4 separate regions of the Mus musculus genome follow, and all the other regions are linked to region 3. A link is a contact called in public HiChIP or PLAC-seq and promoter capture Hi-C data. All regions are on one chromosome and are shown on one strand. Each heading gives the region's core, a stretch centred on a gene start, on an enhancer-like site or on the middle of the called end of the contact. The rest is flanking DNA. Distances are from core to core; before and after follow the strand shown.

Evidence for each region. Promoter capture Hi-C pulls out the DNA fragments that hold promoters and counts their contacts. HiChIP or PLAC-seq counts read pairs in DNA pulled down with a chosen protein or histone mark.
Region 1: an H3K4me3 HiChIP or PLAC-seq map of craniofacial prominence shows a contact between it and region 3, with 6 times the contacts expected there. The contact joins the enhancer-like site here to the promoter of Rspo2 in region 3. A contact is called at or near these places in 5 of 39 promoter capture datasets (the 3T3-L1 cell line, cranial neural crest, embryonic stem cells and 1 more), 3 of 115 datasets of contacts at active chromatin or transcription factors (craniofacial prominence, embryonic stem cells and stem cell-derived neural progenitor cells) and 1 of 9 other capture datasets (liver).
Region 2: a contact with region 3 is called in a promoter capture Hi-C map of hippocampal neurons, with 5 times the contacts expected there. The contact joins the enhancer-like site here to the promoter of Rspo2 in region 3. A contact is called at or near these places in 11 of 39 promoter capture datasets (the 3T3-L1 cell line, 3T3-L1-derived adipocytes, cranial neural crest and 6 more) and 1 of 9 other capture datasets (adipose tissue).
Region 4: a promoter capture Hi-C map of hippocampal neurons shows a contact between it and region 3, with 4 times the contacts expected there. The contact joins the enhancer-like site here to the promoter of Rspo2 in region 3. A contact is called at or near these places in 8 of 39 promoter capture datasets (the 3T3-L1 cell line, embryonic stem cells, frontonasal cranial neural crest and 4 more), 2 of 115 datasets of contacts at active chromatin or transcription factors (embryonic stem cells and stem cell-derived neural progenitor cells) and 1 of 9 other capture datasets (adipose tissue).

What each region holds. Positions count from the first base shown.
Region 1 is chr15:43,683,361-43,686,230 of GRCm38.p6, forward strand. No RefSeq gene overlaps it. Among named protein-coding and RNA genes, the nearest start is that of Gm41316, 180 kb to the left of the region's middle. Within about 2 kb of position 1,336, at least 20 of the 459 cell types and tissues checked have an H3K27ac peak or open chromatin away from gene starts, as enhancers often do.
Region 2 is chr15:43,734,673-43,737,372 of GRCm38.p6, forward strand. No RefSeq gene overlaps it. Among named protein-coding and RNA genes, the nearest start is that of Tmem74, 130 kb to the right of the region's middle. Within about 2 kb of position 1,264, at least 14 of the 459 cell types and tissues checked have an H3K27ac peak or open chromatin away from gene starts, as enhancers often do. A contact at or near this core is called in adipose tissue, where this site is marked.
Region 3 is chr15:43,169,566-43,172,265 of GRCm38.p6, forward strand. It overlaps Rspo2 (R-spondin 2), which reads right to left and starts at 1,253. Exons shown (of 6, transcript NM_001357956.1): 1 at 807-1,253; 2 at 166-430. The coding sequence starts at 259.
Region 4 is chr15:43,701,214-43,704,149 of GRCm38.p6, forward strand. No RefSeq gene overlaps it. Among named protein-coding and RNA genes, the nearest start is that of Tmem74, 170 kb to the right of the region's middle. Within about 2 kb of position 1,343, at least 9 of the 459 cell types and tissues checked have an H3K27ac peak or open chromatin away from gene starts, as enhancers often do. A contact at or near this core is called in hippocampal neurons, where this site is marked.

The sequences.
Region 1 (2,870 bases), core at 86-2,585, 510 kb after region 3:
TCTTTGGAGTTCTGACATGAGGTTATGGTTTAAATAGAAGTCAAAGTTTATGAAAACAAAACAAAACAAAACAAAACAAAACAAAACAAAATAAAACAAAACCCAACAATCAACCAAACAAAATCTAACTAAGCAGTTTTGCCAAGGTGGCTCCTGCATATCATTGTCTGTGCTCTAAGTCTCTCCAAGGCCATCTGACAATCAGTGATCCAGTATCCTACTTTAAGAAACTTTGGCTTTAGATCAGGCAAGCCATTAATCAGGTCAAGGTAAACCTTGTTACCATAATTATAAGGAGGCAGGATAAGTTATTAAAATATTCATTTATGTATCTATATTTCTTCTTACTTACTTTTTAAAGGAGAGAGTTTGGTCTTTAGCAGTTTTTGGCATGGTATTTTTCAAAGTGTAGGGTAAATCTTTGAGTTTAGATTTTTTTTTATATAAATACTTAATATTGCATCTCAAACAGCTTGCACCAGGTGTCCCAGTGGCTAGGAGATTGTTTTTGAGTTCCAGGAGAAAGAGGAATTTTGGCTAATGAAAAGAAATGTTTAGTTTATAACTAGAATTATATGATTAGATGGTTAGTTTGACTTTGTTAAGGTAATTTCCTAGGTACAATTAATAATTTAAGAGACGCATCAAAAGAGGATGGCCTTGGGCATGAGAGCTCTGAGACATACTAGTCTTATTCCCAACACACAGGAATTCTAGAGCTCAACAATCAGACATGCAGGGACTATACAAGATGGAGAAAGTAAAGGAAATCTCAGAGATCCTCAGTAATAAGTAATAAGTGTCATGCTTTGGTTGGTGGAACAGGTTCAGAAACATCTATTTAGAATAGAGTATGACATACCATCATGATAAGACCCTGATCAGATGATTAAACATTTTGCATATAGTTTTGTATTTGAAAGATGAACATAATATTAATTTCTACATCTTGTGGTTGTCCTGAAGATGTAATAAATTATCCCAGGGTCCTAACATGCGAAAATTCAACATTAGTGACCACATGAGCATTAGTCAGTTTGTGTGGGTGACTATCACAAGATTGAGTTTCAAACAGGCAAGAATGTGTCCTTTAGTGCATATTCTCCTAGGAGGCTTAGAGTTTTTAAAGAATCCCCTACAACCCCAGAATTTGTTAAATTGTGATCTCAGGGGTGACTAACTCAGATTCTGTACACTTACTTAGTATACTATGAGTGACAGTTTTAACACTAAAATTGAATTGCTCTCAGGATATTTAGGCATTGGCTAGCTTTGTTGCTCTTGCAATTTGGTCCTGTCTATTCGTTTCTATCCTTCATGACTCAGGTTATAAAAATAGCTTTATCTGACCTAGGGGAAATCACAGCACACCTCCTTCCTCCACTCAATGTGTGAACCACAGAATATTCCTTGACAAAAACACGGGGTGGGGTTCCCTTGCTTATTTCATCATATTAAACATATGTCCATTTCATTTAAATTGGGATTATAGCTGACTTTCTTGGTTACAGCACACACAGCATACTTTTCCCAAAAAAGCTCTGGTTCTTGTAACTTACCATTTCTTTTTTGATTTTTTTAATTCCACTAGCAGTTTGGAGTGATCTGCTTACTTGTGTTGTATCTCTGTTTCAGTCTTCAGTACTGAGTCACCTAATTTCAGAAATCTTTGCCTTTGCTTTATGTCTTAGAAGCAATCAGGCAGCCCCAAAAGGCCTTCCTGGAAGCGTCCCAAAATATCTCAGCTTTTATTTTGGTTTTAGTTTGATAAAAAATTACAGGCAAGTTGGCCTTGGGTTCTTAATTTTGACTGGCCACCCAACTGAACACTGCCTTAGAGATCTGCTGTTAGGATCTTTGGCAGAAGTCTGTAAATAACTTAAATTTCACACAACCAATTTGTTATACCAAGGCTCATAAATTGCAATTTTTTATTTAAAGGAAAAATTTTCTGTGACCTATATTTAGGATGACTATTTTCTTTTGTCCCATTTTTATCTTAGCAATGAACTGTGGGTCCCAGTGTAGAAATACAAATAGGTAAAGCATTGGTGATTCATTAAGTAAGAAAACAGTAATTTAGAAGCTTATAGAATATTTGCCAATATATCTATTATACTTCTACAGAGAGAATGTATTGTTATATCACAAAACAAACAAAGATAACCAAGATCAATTTTCTTTTTTAACACAGTTTGAAAAAGTACCTGTGGAAGGCAAACTGAGCTTCTCATTCCCCAGATATCAGAAACAGTAGATATCTAACTACAAAAATGTTCTAAATTAAAGATTTGGAATTGAGATTATCTTGGATTCTCTTGCTCCATTAATGATAATCATAGGGGGATAGGAGAGTTAGAATCAAAGTTACCAGTTTAAAATCGTCAACCCTCTCTCTGACTTCTTTAGTTTCCATTAGATTTATGACTTCTAGGACTGTAAGGTAATAAATTTGTGTGGTTTTAAGCCACTAAGTTTGTTGTAATAAATTACAGGAGCAATATGAAACTAATATACTATGCAAGATCATCAAGTTGCCAGAAAACTGGCCAAGTGACCACAACCACATGTCAGAAGCCACTGTAGATTATCTATGTTGGCCCAAACCAGCAGAACCAATCAGGCTGTCCACAGAAAATATGTAGTATAATAATCAACAGTTCTTTATTATTGAGGTGATTTTGAGGTTTTTGTTTTTACATATTGGAATGGTTTCTTATACACGAACAGCTACCTGACACATCTCTCCTTAAGTTCAAAATCAAAAAGTAAAATAAAACAGACTTCACATTCAGTTACTTATAAATAAATGTTGAGCCCCATTTTTAATGGGGTTATTTGGTTTTCTGGAGTCCACCTTCTTGAGTTCT
Region 2 (2,700 bases), core at 14-2,513, 570 kb after region 3:
ATAACAATGTTAATAAATTAAAGTCAATCTATAAATTAAATATAACTCCCCAAAATATTTTAATGAAAGCTCTTTTGTAATTCATCTGAAACAGCAAGTATTCATGAATAGCTTTAAAACTGAGTCACAGGAATAATGAGGATAAAAGTCATTAAGGATATTACTCATTTGTTTCATACTTTTGTTTTAGGAAAGAGGGAATGTTAGCCCTTTTTAGCGTTTAAATATTTTTTAGGCATAAATATTCCAAGAATTCAGGCTTGAGAAGACAGTAGTGTCTTTCTGGAATGGATGGGTACTTGCCTTGTGGACCTGTTAGGAGCGGGTGTGGCGGCAGTCCCAAAGGCGCCAGGGACTGTAGCTAAGTCGTATGACTTGCACCTGACTTCCTCATATAAGCCACAAACATCTTGAGAGCTGCGCAGGTGCACCAGGATACCGGTGAATCCAGTTTGATGGAGATATGCCCCTGCTGCCCTGATTAGCTGAAGCTGCGTGCCTGGTGAGGCGGCGTGGCCTGCTGTGCGTGGATGAGAGTATAAAAGGAGTGAGAGGCCCAGGGTTCGGGGGAGAAATAAACAAGAAGAATCAGGACTGAATAAACTGCTGTTAGAAGGACTGGTGGTCGTGTCGTTCTTGCTGGTCGAGAGTGGACACGACATGGACCTTTCTTTTCTCATAGACAGTAGCTAAGATATTGACTGGATGGGAAAAAATGAGAAACCTTATCTTGGCTTCGCAAATGGCTATATCCATTTGTCCAGTCGACTGGAAGTTCTATATTTTGGGAGATTGGTGGACAATCCCCAGCCAGTGTCAATATAATGTTATACATTTTATTCTCATCTGGCTTTATATGTCTATTATCAAGATATGAAGAAATTCAGAGATAATTGTGCATCATGAGCACCATCAACTCTTCAGTTTGAAAGGTGATCCTGAAATTAAAAAAACAACCTAACAGCGGAAAGACATTGCTGCCTGAAAATACTCACACGTTTTAAGTTCTATTTGCTTTCTAATAGCTTTCACATTTTCTTATTTTTGTGTATGTCAAACTGTGGCTATGTCTGTCTGTATGTAGTCATGTCATGTGCCCACAGAGGCCAGAAGAGAGTGTCAGATTCCTGAGAGCTAAAATGCACGAGTTTATGAGCTGGCAAATGTGGGTGCTGGTTTCCGAGATGCAAACTCCTGTCCTTATGATTGAGCAACAAATGCTCTTAACAGCTGATCCATGCCTCCAGTGTCATTTCCAAGCCAAGAATGCTTTCTTGGCTGCAACTCTTAGCTTCTACCCATTTGTTCAGCTTACATTTCTCAATCATACTCCTATGAACCCCGTGTCAGCAGATTTCAAGCTTAAAATTATTCCATGACAGCATTGACTTAGTTTCCCCAAAACCACTAGGCAGAAGTTCAAGAATTCTTCCGTGGTTGTAAGAAGTAACAGAAAAGGAATCAGGTTGTGTGGAAGTCTGTGTACCTGTACTCTAGAGAAACCACGGAGCACACATGGCCAAAAGAATCCATACTTACATGAAAATTACCTTACATTTAGCTATGTGTTCATGAGTTTAAAACAAAAGCAGCAAAGCTTGTGAACACAAAAGAATATTACCTAGTTCGTATACAACCTCTAGACATCTCTCTTGTGGAGAGTTGGCTACCAGGCCAGTATGGCAAGGCAATGCTTTCACTCATGATTTATTTGCTTTACGTCCTGACTCCTGGGGTTTTGACACAGACCTTAAATAGGCCTCCTGACATTCAGTGGAGACGGTGTGGTGTGGGTGCTGAATCTCCCCAAGTAAAATGGCTCATGGGTTCCTTTTCCAGAGACTTCTTAAGACTCTATACACCTCTTCTAGAGCAACAAGTTCTATGTATGAAGGAACTGTGCTTGTTGATGGGTAGCACTATGCTACTTCAAGCCTCAGCACTCTCCCCTTAGACAAGAGTTCAGCTTCTTTCTTCCCTTCCATGACTCTTCACAGAAGGCCCAAATGGCTACAGCATCATCCTTTCTTTTCCTTTGAAATGTTGTGCCCAGTACATCATGAATTGTGAAAAAACACAGTGTTGTCTACTAATCTCCCAGTCACTGGGCAGCCAGATCTCTCTATATTTGAAACCAAGTAGGCAAGTGTGAATGTGCTCTGTCTTCTGAAGAAAGGATTAAGCAACCACAACCTCAGTGGCTTCTTTATCCCCTTAGGAGAGTGGGCACTGTTTTCATAGTAACAAACCACACTTTTTCTGCTCCACAAAATTCTAATGCCGTCAAGTATGGTAAGACAGATGATCCTACTTAAAATGATACTTTACAAAGAAAAACAGATATAACTCAGTAACTGTGCATCTAATTGCCTTAATTGCCTCATTTATCACATGACTTAAGTGAGCTGATGTTTCCTACTTTGCTTCACCCATGTAATTCTTGTAATAGTAGAGCTGAGATGCAGTGCCAGGCATGAGCGAGAAATACTCTCTCCTGAGAAAAGATATCATGGAGTGATGTTGGATTTGGGTTCCAGTTTATTGAAAAATCAATGTCCATTTGTATGACCAACACATATGGCTTTCTTCCAGGCTGATGATGGCTTTGGGAGTCTGGATATCAACTAATGAAGTCAGATCATTTTACCAAGCACCCAAGTTACACTTTGTGAAGTAACTTTGTCATTAAAACCAGGTTTA
Region 3 (2,700 bases), core at 3-2,502:
AAGCTTTCTGTGGAGTTCTGTGACCCTGAGAATGGTCAGTGGTAGCCCACACAAAAACTGGGGTGCAGAGCACAGTCCTGTCCCTCGAGTCCCTAAAGCCTAAATGTGAATAAGCACTCCCACCCACTCAGGAACTCCACGCACCTTCAGCCGAGCGCGACCCACCTCGCTTATTGCGTCTCCATCGGTTGCCTTGGCACTGGCTGTAATCCATACAGTTCAGAATGATGAGGGCAAATGAGAAGAGGCAAAAACGCATCTGGACGGTCGGGCTGGGGAGAGACACCTCTCAAAAGTCGAGGAAATGACGGGCTCCTGGAAGGAGACAGTGCGGGTCGCGCTCCTAGGGAGGACTTAGAGACAGATGTCACTGCCCTGCGGCTGCAATGATCAATTTGGCTCGATGAGCATCTCTCCCTCCACGGTGAACCTGGGAGAGGAGGAAAAGAGAAGCTGGGTGGGTGGAGGACTGAGAGAACCCGGAGGAGGTACCTGCACCTTCGCGCCTCTTAGTTTAAAGAAAGGAGGGAGGGAGGACGCGAACTCACTGGCACGATCCACGCAGCAGTTTAACGCAGATGGCACAGCTGCAGGAGACTTGGAGAGGAAGGTGATTACAATCAGTGAATTAGCAACCTCTGCGGAGCACTGCCTTCTGACCCTGGAGAAAGGGCGTTGTGCGAGCTCTGCAGAAGGAAAGGCGCTCTAGAAGCAGCCGAGCGCAGGGCTTTCAAGGGGCGCTCTGAAGCCTTTCGCTCCCCGGATGGGCTATCCCAGCGCCCCAGCACCAGGTGTAGATCGCCTACCGTGCGCTCGCGTCTCTCGGGCTGCACGGCGTGCCTAGGCGCGGCGCTCCATGCCAGGCTCTGGAAGCGAGCCGGGCTGTTTGGTCAGCACGTGGGCTCGGAAAAAGTTTGCGGACACCCGCCGGGAGCTCTTGGCAGCTTTAGGATTCCGCCGGCTGCAGAAGGGTCCGCGGACCCCGAGGGTCCTCGGGGCTGGCGGCGCCTAGCAAAAGCGCGCGGCCGGGCAAGCGCGACCGCAGGCGCTGAGATGCTGGGTCTCCGCCTGCGAGAGCGATTCCTAGTCGAGGGGCGCGTCCACTCTCTTCTTGGTGTCCGGGTCCAGTCGCTGCTCCCAGGGCTCTCTCCACCACCACTTCGCAGCTGAAGTTTCTCGCTGCCTGAGCTAAGGGAGACAGAACACTGCCCGGAGGCCGAAGGGATGTAGCCAGCGCACTTTCCGATGGAGATGCAGACAAGCTAAGGCTCGGGATGCTTCTATAAGTAGGTGGTGCTGTGGTCCAAGACATCTAAAGCCAGGCTGCCTCAGAGTTCCTGGGTCCTAAAGCCAGAAACGCTCGGGTTTCCCTGAGGTCCTAAAGAGTACTGACGGCATGCAGAGAGCTTCGTGTAAGAAAAATAATGCTCACCCGGCTTTCCCAGAGGGATGGTCTAAACTGAAGAGCACCTAGGGTGAGCGATATGGCCTGCCCTTGCTGTTCACACCCAAGGTGTCCTCTCGGGAACAATGGAGTCGATTCCCACCTCACCAATTAGCCTTTCTCCAGAAGAATTTGATGGGGAACTGAAGGTACCTTCTACTTTCCTCCTGAGTGCCAGGATGAGACTGCTGCTTCTGAAAAAACACTTCAGCCTTTAAAAAAAAAAAAAAAACAAGAAGACAAACCTCTGCCCTTTTCCCAAAATTTAAATCCTAGCCCTGCTCTGAAGGCAGACGTCCCCAGAAATTGAAACGCATGCTCAGTTTAAGGAGTAAGTTTAGTATTTCCCATTGCCTTTACCTTTCCACACAGCTGTTTTTTTTCCTTTACTTTATTTTTTTCCCAACAGATTTCACAAACATATGTGATACTTTGCAATACTCAAAAAATTGGGAGCTTTCTTCTTCAGAAATCGAATGTTTACCACTAGTTTGTTTTGTTCTTAATCTTTACCCCTCCTTTGTTTCCCAAGGTCTGAATTAAACTTCAAATGCCCTGAGTTGGAGAACTACTTACTATATCACTCATTAAAAACATTAGGTGCTACCAATTTTAATCTAGTGAAATCGTCTGCCATACATTCACTGCTATTGGGAATAATGTATTTCCTCTTTGAACAGAAGATAAGAATCTATAATGTTAGACTTGGCAATATAGGGAAATAATGTATGTCTTCTTTGAGCAAAAGATAAGAATCTATAATATTAGACGTGGCAATATAGACGTCTCTTTAAATGTGTTACTAGGCACGTTGTTACTGTAGCTTTTTAGTGGCTGTTGGTTGGTTTTATTTTTGAGATTGGGTTGTAGCCCAGGCCAACCTGGAACTCATCCTAGTAAGGCTGACCTAGAATTCCCAATCCCTCTGCCTCCACCACCTAAGAGCTAGGATTACAAACACATGCCCAGCCCAGGCTCCTTAATAACATTTTGTACTATTTCAATTCTCCCTTTTGTTCCTTCAGTTTCTGCATGGGCTCAGAAATTTGAACTGAAGAATCATATAGAAGTAATGGGGGCTTTAATAGCCATGTTTATTAATCACTCCACTATTTGGCTGTGATATTTCTGTTCTAGGAATTGGGGTCCCTGAGAACGACTAAGTGAGCCAGAGTTGAAGTTACTGGTGCCGTTTCCTTGATAAGAAAATTGAGCCATGAGACTTGCCCACAGGGTGCAAACTTCTGACAGGACAC
Region 4 (2,936 bases), core at 93-2,592, 530 kb after region 3:
AATCTGATTGGTTAATTAAGCTTTAAGAGTCTTGATTCTATCGGGTTACTGGGTCTTGTGATATGCAACCTCGAGGTTGGCTATTCCATTTAGTTACTGGAATGTAGGATTGCCGACTACATAGGTTTATGGCTGAGGAAGAACTAGTGGTGCCAGGGACAAGCGCCTGATTGAGGGAGTGTAGTCTGGCGTGCCAGGAGAGTTGGCGAGCCAGCAGGAGCATGGGAGCATAGTCTGGCCCAGCAGAGAGTTGGCGGATTCATTTTTTTAAAAAAAATATTTCCAGAAACACACCCCCACAACATCACCATGAGGACAAGTCCTTGAACTCAGGGATATTTACCGAACAGTAACATCCAACCTTTAGCTACCAGGAGCCAAGACAGAACTCATACCCTCTCAAAACCTGTCCTTATCTGACTCAGCACATCCCCAGCATGGTTGGATTTACTGGGGTTGCTGGCAAGATCAACAGTAGCCTCAATGGTTCCTGTTTCACCTTTCAAGAGGCATCTCAAGATACATTATGACTTCCCTAAAATGGATTATAACTAGCCAGTGAGTAGAATTACAACACAAAGGACCAGTCACTGTGGCCCTGTTCAGGGCAACTCTTACAGGCTCTCTACACTCCAGAGTTTGTGAAGTTGACCAAGGCTTTGTTGGACTAGCCTTGAAGCTTATATTCTTCTGCATGACTCTGATTCTACAACCTTCCTTCCACTGAATGTCATCTCTAATTAAAATCTAACTGCCAAATTTGTTTCAGTATCTACTTCCAGAGAATACAGTTACAACCTACCAGTTGTTAGCTGTATTTCAAACCAGATAATCCACATGCCATATCTCCCTTACGCTTTCATCCACCTGTTATTAGAAACCTGACAATTCTTTCTCCTATTTATTTCTCTGGGTTTCAAGACAGTTCAACTACTGTTCTCATCTTGCTTCCAATGTTCTAGTTTAATTTGCACATTTGTGGCAACCCTGTTCTGGTAAACTTGAAGGTTACACATTTCATTTGCCCAGCAGATACACAAAAGCCATTGTTCTCAATCTCACTGAACTGGAATCTTATAAATCTCATCCCTCTAACTGTCTATTCCTGCAAGAGACACTGCTGCAGATTGCTGCTTATTGCTTAGAATTTTAATTTTATTCAACAGATACTTACAAGCCAAATCTTACTCAATCTGGTATACAAATTCAGAACTCAACTTAGAATTCGACATTATATCAGAAACCTCATGAAGTTTGACATAAGAGAAACTCTGTAAATGTTTGGATATTTAATAAATGAGTAACTGAGGAAGTTAAGTTGTAAACAATGTCTAGTGTTGTCATTTGAACTTCTAGGTCAGTCAGTACTTGTGGCTTCTGGAGTGCTTGTAAAGACTTAAAGGCATCACTCTTAGCTCTTAAAGTTGTCCTTTGTGGCCCTTTCATTATGCTTCATTGTGGAAAATTCATTGTAAAGTTCCTATTGAAATGATTTAGTGTAGTAGTTCAGGTCAGTGGGGAAAGAAAACAGACTGCTACCACAGCACATTCCTTATATCTGTTGCTCTAGTCTGCTGGGATTGAAAAGGTTGTGCAGCACAGACAACTGTGGTCAAGGAGTGACTAAACAAATTTGGGGTCCATCTTTGTGATAAAATGTGGTTTTGTATTAAACTAAACTCTTTATGCCCAGAGATTGATTAAATGATCATTGGAAAAGAATCCCATATGGTTAAATTTAGGCCCTGAAACCATTTCACCCAACAACCCTGTCTGCAACATCTCCCTTTGATTGTGATTTGGATACCTTTTCATTTACTTTAAGCCTTTCCGTCTTAGAATCACCGTCTAAGATTTTCAAATCAATGGCAAGTGGACTATACGGCAAAGTTACTACTTTCCTTATATAAATAGTCCTTTTTAATTATAGAATTTCCACTTAAAAGTGGATTTGTGTGGTCAAGATGTTTTCAGTTTAGGACTGTGCAACAACTGGCTTGTGATTTTTGCTGCAGAACCTGTTCTATTTCCTCTATCCCTTGTATTCCTTGATGTTTCTCTTTGCTGAGGTCATCTGGAAAACAGCAACAGGCTTATAGGCAAGTATACATTGGTCTTTTGTTGGCTTGGAGTATTTAAAAAAGGGGGGGCATCAGCACAGACTATCTATTGCTCTGAGTTTCAATTCTGCTTAACAATCAATTATGGAGTAGTAGCTGTGAGCTATCATTGAAAATGCCTATGCTTTCACTTTTCTAGGAAGTGTGTCTTGGAGTGGGCAGGACTGAAAGGAGTCCTAATCACCATGCTAAGTGCTGTAAGGACAAGCAAAGGAACCTTGAAAAGCACTAACTGCGGTCTGACTGTACACTGATGGTATAGGGCTCCTTTCTGGCTGGGTGACATCAGTTCTTAGAAGAGCAGTAATGACTGACCATCCAAGATACAGAGGTATAAGAGTGCACAAAAAGAAAGGAGCCTTCTCTGGAGGCAGGGCTTTGTGAAATGGAGGAATTCTTTTCTCTTTTTTTAATTTAAATTTTTTAATTACATATTTTCCTCAATTACATTTCCAATGCTATCCCAAAAGTCCCGCACACCCTCCCCCCCCCACTCCCCTACCCACCCATTCCCATTTTTTGGCCCTGGCGTTCCCCTGTACTGGGGCATATAAAGTTTGCCTGTCCAATGGGCCTCTCTTTCCAGTGATGGTGGAGGAATTCTATGGACCTTCGGAGGCAAGGGCAAAAGACAGAGAAATAACAAAACTCAACATTGGTGGAATAAATGATCCCATTACAAGCATGTACAATCTTTAAACCCTGATATTTAATATGTTCTACACTCTGGTGAGTATAGTTATTACTTTTTTTTTCCTGAGTGATGTCAAATATAGTGACACACAATCTAAGTAGTAGATAATTGCAAAATACATT